Regions from separate parts of the Mus musculus genome. Here regions 1 and 3 are each linked to region 2. A link is a contact called in public HiChIP or PLAC-seq data. All regions are on one chromosome and are shown on one strand. The core of a region is the stretch at or near the end of the contact, and the rest is flanking DNA. Distances in the headings are between cores, read along the strand shown.

Region 1 (2,700 bases), core at 98-2,597, 260 kb after region 2:
ACAACAACTACCTTTTTTATTGCAGCACATGAGGATGTAAATGCAGGATCAACTATCAGTGGCCCACTCCTTCCATTACCCACCTTTCCTGTTCCCATCATTCCTCAAGTATGTTCTGGTTATAAGCAACGGCCTCAGTTATCCCAGGAGCTCCAGGAGAGATAGATAGGAAGCAGTGATCTTAGCTATGGACAGCTGTCTAAGAGGCCTCCCCACAGTGCCAAGGACAGGCAGAACTCTAACAAGGTGTGTGGCAGGGCTCCTTCCCATGGCAAGCTGGCCAGGACAAGGATTCCAGGAAAAACACAGCCTCAACTTTAACTCACTTGATAAACTTCATCCCTAAAACATGACATTGGTCCACTTCTGTTGCTCTCCCTAAAGGATATGGTACTGAGGAAAGCAAAGAAAAAACAAGGGGCCCTGTGGTAAGGAGATGTCGTCTGAGCTGAAATATTCTGCCTAGGAAGAAGCATAGAGCTCATAAAATTCAGGAAGCAAAGGAAACATACAAGGATCAGGAAAGCCTTAATAGTTAAGGACTCCTGAGGCCTTTTCCCACGGTTACAGAAACCATAACATCTGCTGGGAAGAAGAGCAGACCATCTCCAGTGGAGATGCCTACAAGTTGTGCAAGGAGATACAAAGATACAGCTTTTGTGACGCACCACCCATGCTAGGGTGGCCTTCTCAGGAATGCAGCCACCTTTGACTAACCTTTGATCTGTGAGTAACCTGCTACATATGTTTCTGTCAGTGACCCTAATAAATTCAAGCAAGACTTGGTGAGATTGTTTTCTCTGCCCTGTCACTGGTTTGCTATCTAGGGTAAATAGGTAGTCACTCTTATCTCCTTAGGAAGTCACACAAGCCCATGAGGAGACTTTCTCAACCACCTCACATCTAAGCCATGCAGTGAATGAGGAGGTAAAACTTTGCTGACCTTGGATACTGATTCATCATTCACTCCCCAGTTTCTGAAATGACCTCTTACTCTTGGTCAGAATGACCAGCACTGACAGTACACAGTTTAGTCAGTCACAGTTTCCAGCCTCCAGAAACTCATCGTCTACTGGGGGGAGACAGTTTTAGGGAATGTTAAAACAGATCCCAGAATGAGAACAATGCAGGCAACAAACTCAGGAAGTGTGGCGAGCTCCCCAAAGCTGAGAAGTCAATGCTAGTTAGCCATGAAAAAGGTAAGCAAGAGAAGAAGGTTTTCTGTCTGCCACCATCCTTCTATCCACCCACACATACTCAGCACATTTGAATAGCTCTGACAGGGCGTCCATACCACACCCACAGCACTTGTGTCAGATGCAGCATGTGACCTTTGGAGCTGGAAAGAACCACAGCCCAAGTTAGGTCACTCAGAGTTACCACCATGCTGTGAAATGGGACACTCAGGCGACCTGCACACACCGTAAAGGCAACTAAGCAATGTTCCAAAGATTAGGAGACCTGAATCAGAAAGATCAGACCCTGGGCTTTCACATACCAGGAAAACAAAACAAAAACAAACAAACAAACAAACAAATCAGACTCATTTTGTTCACTGACATTTTAAAGTGCCATCGACTGCCACCATTATTTCAAGGCAATTTTAAAAGCAACAAAAAGAAAATCAAGATCTTACCTCTAAATTTTAAAAAGAGTCCTTAGAGTTGAATGTATTCTTAGAGAAAGCTATACCGATTATTTCTATTGTTCTGCATTTTAATACAGGTCTCAGAAACCAGTATAGTTCAAGGCCCTGCTATTACAACATTTTAGAATTACAAAACATCTGATAAGTAACCATGTCCGGCTGTTCTTATCATGCTTGATTTCCTCATGTAACATACCCCATTAACACGTCCAGTTGGCTGTAAGAACAATATCGTGGTAAGGCCATTTTGACACATGGACATCTTGACATCTAAAATACAGAATTACAACTGAGACCTTGGGGTAACAGCAGAAAATGCCAACTACTCTAAAACACAAATAAAACAGAGAATTCCTTTAATGCTTTCGACTCTAACCCCCAAAATCCACCTATGTGTCACCCACTCGCCAACGTTAAGCCAATCAAAGGGAGCAAGTGATGCTGTGTGGACCACGATGGGAGCCTAAGGGAGGAGAGAAGATCAAAGGAGGAAGCAGGGGAATAGGGCAAAAATATCAATTTTCCATTTTGTTTAAAAAAAATAATAAGAAAGAGCTAGGGATAGAGCTCAGTTGGTAGAGGGTCGACCTAGCATTCACAAAGCCCTAGCACGGCACAAACTGGGCATACGGGTACATATCTATAATGACAGCCCTCAGGGGGTAGATACAGAAATCCAAGGTCATCCTTAGCTAAATGTCAAGTCTGAGGCCACCCTGAGCTACATGTATGAGGCCCTGTCCCTGTCTCAAAAGTAAATTTAAGTAAGAGTTGGTAGGTCAGTAAGCTCTGGTGTTTCCTGGAAGAAAAAAAAAAAGAAATATATATATATATATGTATATATATATATATATATATATACACATATATACTTGAATATATATATATTTGAATATATATATTCAAATTTCTCAATGTCCAAAGGGCCACTCTGTGGCCTGTGCTAAAATGTGCAGCAGTGTCAAACTGTAGAATTTGGGGCAGTATCAAAAATTGTGACACCCTGAAGCATGTTTAGACAACTGTGACTGGTAGACAACTGAAACGAATTT
Region 2 (2,700 bases), core at 178-2,677:
CTTTCCCTGCTGAGCCATCTCGACAGCTCCAGAGTTACCATTTGTAAATGCTGAAATGTTTTATGATAGATTATTTTATGCTTGGTATACATTCTCCTCTTTCTAATTTTTTTTCCAAATGTGGAAAAGGGCAAATAGGATCAAGTGGAAAGAACAAACAGCCAAGACCACTTAATGAGAACTTAGAGTCGGTTCCCATAAGGATATTTATTAACTCTCCCATTCCTCCTTCTCAGAGGCCACATGATCACATCCACCAGCTGCCAATATAGAAAAAGTGGTTCTGATGACGTGACATACATTATCCTCGGGACTGCCTGTCAGGGGCCCCGGCAAACCATAGATCTTTCCTTCCTGCAGAGGTGCCAACGCACAAAGCCTGGAAGGAAATGGAGCTACTTGGAGCCAGGAAAAGGAACCTCCAAGGCTGATCTCAGGGACTTTAGGGCCTTGCTGAGGAACTGGTTTGTGCCCACTGTTGAAGCAGGCTCTGTGCAGAGGTGCAGCCAAGGGTGAACTGGTGGCAGCACCTGCTCTAGGTAGCTCTGTGCCCTCTGATTCCTCAGCCAGTAGCCATCCATGCTCTGCACAGACCTCACAAGAGAGGGTGGCATGTCTGTGAACCCCTACTGCAAACTCTGAAATCCAAAGCCTTCTGAGCTCTGACATGACACTACAAGTGGAAAGTTCCACACCTGACCTCTCGTGACAGGCTGTAGTCAAAACAAAAGGGTACTGAAAACATTGTACAAAGGGACCCTGAGACCGGGCAACTGTGTACATGAAACATTAAACAAAGTTCAGGATTCCACTTGATCTTACCTCCCTCCCCAAGATGTCTCATTACGGATATGCAAGTTTGCTAAAATTAAAAACTTGAAATTCAAACAAACCATTTCTGTTCCCAAGTATTTCTGACAAGCCAAATGTAGAATGACTTCTAAGAAAACTCACGTATTTACTATGGGAAAGCCATAAGACCAAGAAGCAAGATGGCAGTAGAGAGATAACTTTTAGCCAGTTCGTTGTTCTAGTGTTTCTGACACTGGTGGACAGGGTGGGGTCACTGTCAAGCAAGAGATGAAGCAGGAGGTTCAGTTCAGGGTGCAAGACAGGGTACTGGGAACTGGAGAAGCAGAGATACCAGGGCCAGAAGGCAAGGTAAGGAAGAGGAATGTTCTTGATACTCCACGTGACACTGCCCCAGTCTTCATGACAGATGCACAAGGTACCATTGTCTTCGTTGAGCACAAGATAAACAGGCTCCGCAAGATTAAGGAACTCAACCCGCATCACACAGCTCACAACTGACAATCAGGACTCGAATCCAAGTCCGCCTGATATGAAACCACCCTGAACTGCATATCAGAGGCTGAGAGAAGCAAGAGGTGTCCCTGTCTCCATGACGACAGACTCTCCAACTCAGCAAGAGTTGTTTCCCCATTCTGGCTCAGTGCTCTTCCTGCTCAGTGTCTGCAAAGGGGAGAGGTCGGGGGCCAGGCTGTCGCTGTTGTTATCATCTTTCCTCTACAGTTCTGTTTTCGAACGTTAACCTTGACATGTCACAGTCCCTGGTCTCTCCACAAGGCCATGCTAGAGCTGGCTCTTGCTGGTCAAGAGGGGCCTGGCCTCTCTGAGCTCTGCAGGAAGGCCCCTGTCTTATACCCTTCCTCTTGTCTTTTTTTCCCCTTCCTCATGACGCAGTGGGGGCTATTCCTGCCTGATCTGCTTGCTGAGCCTGTGTCTCCTCCCTCCTCCCTTTGTATATGCTTTCCACAAACTCTATTGGGTATCTGCTCTAGGGTCTTACAGATAACGGTGTGATGGAGATGGGAACGGATAACCCAAGGAAGCAGCCCCTGGACCATGGCATGTATGTGGGACCATGTATGTGGGATGAGGGGTTGTTGGGCATGGGTTGGGTGAATAGTTCACTGTCCTCTCTCAGAGGACACAGATCAGGTGACTCAAAATCCAGGCAAGGCAAGAGCAAAGAGCAGTGTCCCTATCTTAGAACTCTGGGTTGGGGGTGGGGAAGTAAGAGCTACAGGGAAACCTGGTAGGTGAAGGAGAAAGGTAGGGGCAGAGAGGGGACGGGACGCAGGTGAATTAGAGGTAGATCAGGAGACAGGAACACCACGTGATGTCATGTTTCTCACTGTGACAGCCATAGCAGCAGCGTAGGAAGCTCCAACCTCAACAGAACACAGTGGCTTCTCAGATTCTTCCTGGATTTAGAACAAAGGGTGATGCGTCATTGAGACCCTAGTTTGCTTATGATGGAGCTTGGCCATGCGAGAAAAACCAGCCATGTAAGCAGAGGGCTGGGGCTCAGAGTGGCCTGGTCATGGCTGCAGCCTAACCTTATGTATGCCTAGTGATCCGATCAATCACATCTGCAGAATGAAATCCCAACACAAGCTGCACATTGGTTGGAGAGATGGCTCAGTGGGTAAGGTGCTTGCTGTGTAAGTGCAAAGAGTGGAGTGTGGATCACCGGAACTCTTGGGACAGAAGGAGCTGGAAGGAGAAGGACAACTTCCTACAATCCCAGTGTTCAGGAAGCGGGGAGAGAGAGAGGCAAAGGCTGGACAGATAGACCACCTCATTGCTGAGCTCTGGGTTAAAGCGAGAGACAAGGAATGAGAAATTTCTTGGTAGACAGATAGGGGAAGGGTTGGGCAATAAAGTGGGTGGGTG
Region 3 (2,700 bases), core at 94-2,593, 460 kb after region 2:
TAACTTTCACGCCTGCTCTGCCATTTCACTTAAGTTCCCAAACGAGCCCTGCCCGGGTCTCTCTAGAAGTCCCTCGCCTGCACCTGGTCCAAATTTGGCTCTGGGTCTCCGGGAAGCCCCCGCCACACCTGCCATTTCTCGCCCCGCTCTCTCCGTGCGCCCATCATTTCCGGGCCCCGAACACCCACACTGCCGACCCTCCGCCGGCCCCAACACATCCCCACCCCACCCCCCAGGGCCGCCCAGAGGCCGTTCACCTTCCAGCCCGCCGAGCTGTTGCTGTCGCCCTTATCCTTGAAGTAGGGCACGCTCTTCACCATCCACTCGTAGATCTGCGACAGGGTGAGCCTCTTCTCGGCTGAGCTCTCGATGGCCTTGGTGATGAGGTCGGCGTACGACAGGTTGCCCCACGCGTTGCGGCGCGACGAGCTGGTCTTGCGCGGCTGTCCCGCGAGTGGCCCCGCGGCGGCGGCAGCGGAGGGAGGCACGGGTGGGGGCTGCGACAGCGGCCCGGTCGGTGGGGGCTGTGGCGGCGCTGGGTGCACGCAGCCCGCCTCGGGGCCCTGGAAGTCCCCGCACAGGCCCCTGCTGGCCGCAGCCGCCGCCGCCACGGCCACGCAGCCTGGCGCCCGCGCGAAGTCCTCACTCTCCTCCAGCAGGCTCAGGTTGCTCATAAAGTCGGTGCTGACAGCGGACGCCGAGGCCAGGCTCGCCGCGGCGTCGGGGTTGGCGGCCGCGCCGCCCGACGGCGCCGGACTGGAGGTGGTCGAGTTGGACTGGTTAAACTCCGGCCTGGGCAGCGGCCAGGTACAGGAGCGCTGCCGGGGCAGCGGCTCGAAGTCCGGGTCGGTCTCCACCACCTGGGGCGCTTCGGCCATGGTGCCCCCGCCCCTCCCCCACCAGCAGAGAAGTACCGGGAGACGCGGCCACCGGGGGCGCGGAGCGGGCGACCCGAGTGTCGCTCCGAGATTGGGGGGCCGCGGACGGCGGACGCACGCCGGAGTCAGGCGCGGCGGGGCGCAGCGGACGGACGCGCCCAGAACTTAACTTCGCTGGGTCACCGGTGTCTAAGGAGCCTCCGAGTTCGTGCCTAGGACGGGGCACCGACCAGGCCGCGGAGCCCGGCAGCTCGGGCACCGCGCTCCCGCTGACAAGGGCCGCGGACGCCAAGGCAGACGGGCGGACGCTGCGGGCCGCTCTAGCTCTCCGCGGCCGCGCGACAGCGGCGCTGCTGCCTGTTGAATGTGGCGGCGGCGGGGACTGAAGCGACTCCGCAGACTCCCGTCTTACGGGATCTGCAGCGGGCTCCCCGCCCGCGGCGGCGCGCGCGCCGCCCCGCCCCTGACTGACAGGCTGCGCGGCCAATGGACGCGCGAAGTCTCCGCCGAAGCAGCCAATGAACGCGGGCCTGGGCGGGCGCTGCCTTCCCTCGGGAGGCGGCAGTAGGTTGGTGGGGGGCGGTGGGGTATTTTTCTTTCTCACACACTTTTTTTTTTTTTTCCAATCTCCGTTATTATTTTCTGTAATTCTCAAGTGTTTCTGAGTCTCTGGCGTCTCAGCGATCGGATTGCTAGGAGGCAAACCGGCGTGGAGGCGGCTACCATACTTTTGTTTACTACAGAGTGCAATCGAGTACTCCAGGCAGAGCCCAGACCCTGACTCCCGGGATGGCGCGGGGCCGCTGCGCGCTCCCGGACGCGACGTGGGCGGTGGGGCGCCTCGTGGATTCCACTCAAGCCCGCTCCGCCCACGCGTCTTCGCGCAGCTCTCGGGAAGTCGGTGGGGTTTGTTTTGGAGGAATGTTTTCTTAAGCTGGCATCTGCCCTGGCCGCCCCAGGCGCGCAGATCCTTCGGTGAAGACCCGTCGCTCTGCGGCTCCGGAGTAACCGCTTCCCACCCTACCTGTGCACACCTGCAAGACGAGCCTCTGCGGCTCGGTCCAGCCCCCAGCCTCCACTCATCCTGAACCCCAGAGAGGTGCGGCGCGGGGAGAACACTGTTGCACAAGCACCTAGCTCCAGTAGCGCCTCAGATCCGACGTCTTCTATGGGAACCGCTTTTCTGCCACGGGAATCTCACTTTTTCCTGAGGACCGGTGTGGTGGCTAAAGAGTCAGAGGAGCGCTTAGAGACAACTTTGTCACTTTATTACCCCTAATTAAGTTTAACTGCTTGCTTATTTCTTTTTTATTTAGCATGGAAGCGATGAGGTGTTGAAGTCGCAAAAGGAGATAAGCCCCAAGTGTTGGGGCACAGCTCCGCCCCTCAGTTCTTTAAACTCACAGAGTGAGCTCCCAGACCCGCGTATCTAACACACGTCCGGCGGAGCCAAAGGTAGAAAGACAGTGGTTCTTTTTGCCTTACAGAATAGAAGAAAATGTTCCCTCGCTTGATCCTCTGATTTGCTTTCTTTTTTAAAAAAAAAGAAATATGGGTGGCATTTTCTTTTATTGGCTAGGATGCTTTAGAATTGAAGATGCATATTAGGGCTTTAAATATGTCCAAAAACGCAGCTCCAAATGTCTTGTTGCGGTTGTACTTCGCTCTTCTTTCTTACGTGGAGTTTTTCTATGTAAAATGAGACTCCAAAAGAAAACCAGCCTTCTTACTCCTTCCACTTTGTCTCTAACGTCTCGCTAATCCAGGCCCCTATTCCCCTATTCATAATCCCTTTTTCTGAAACGGCTGCCTACTGATAAAA

What was found. HiChIP or PLAC-seq counts read pairs in DNA pulled down with a chosen protein or histone mark.
Region 1: a contact with region 2 is called in an H3K27ac HiChIP or PLAC-seq map of regulatory T cells, with 4 times the contacts expected there. The contact joins two enhancer-like sites. A contact is called at or near these places in 1 of 484 Hi-C or Micro-C datasets (nephron progenitors) and 2 of 115 datasets of contacts at active chromatin or transcription factors (embryonic stem cells and regulatory T cells).
Region 3: an H3K27ac HiChIP or PLAC-seq map of regulatory T cells shows a contact between it and region 2, with 8 times the contacts expected there. The contact joins the promoter of Foxo1 here to the enhancer-like site in region 2. A contact is called at or near these places in 13 of 39 promoter capture datasets (the 3T3-L1 cell line, 3T3-L1-derived adipocytes, the C10 cell line and 9 more), 2 of 484 Hi-C or Micro-C datasets (bone marrow-derived macrophages and cerebral cortex), 29 of 115 datasets of contacts at active chromatin or transcription factors (the 230-238 cell line, CD8 T cells, the SCID.adh cell line and 20 more) and 3 of 9 other capture datasets (adipose tissue, embryonic stem cells and liver).

The regions. Positions count from the first base shown.
Region 1 is chr3:52,468,713-52,471,412 of GRCm38.p6, reverse strand. The region is part of intron 2 of Gm38537 (a long non-coding RNA gene); the gene reads right to left. Among named protein-coding and RNA genes, the nearest start is that of Gm38537, 2.9 kb to the right of the region's middle. Within about 2 kb of position 1,347, at least 25 of the 459 cell types and tissues checked have an H3K27ac peak or open chromatin away from gene starts, as enhancers often do. A contact at or near this core is called in regulatory T cells, where this site is marked.
Region 2 is chr3:52,727,903-52,730,602 of GRCm38.p6, reverse strand. No RefSeq gene overlaps it. Among named protein-coding and RNA genes, the nearest start is that of Gm22798, 6.5 kb to the right of the region's middle. Within about 2 kb of position 1,427, at least 3 of the 459 cell types and tissues checked have an H3K27ac peak or open chromatin away from gene starts, as enhancers often do. A contact at or near this core is called in regulatory T cells, where this site is marked.
Region 3 is chr3:52,266,980-52,269,679 of GRCm38.p6, reverse strand. Foxo1 (forkhead box O1) reads right to left here and starts at 1,343. Exons shown (of 3, transcript NM_019739.3): 1 at 258-1,343. The coding sequence starts at 878.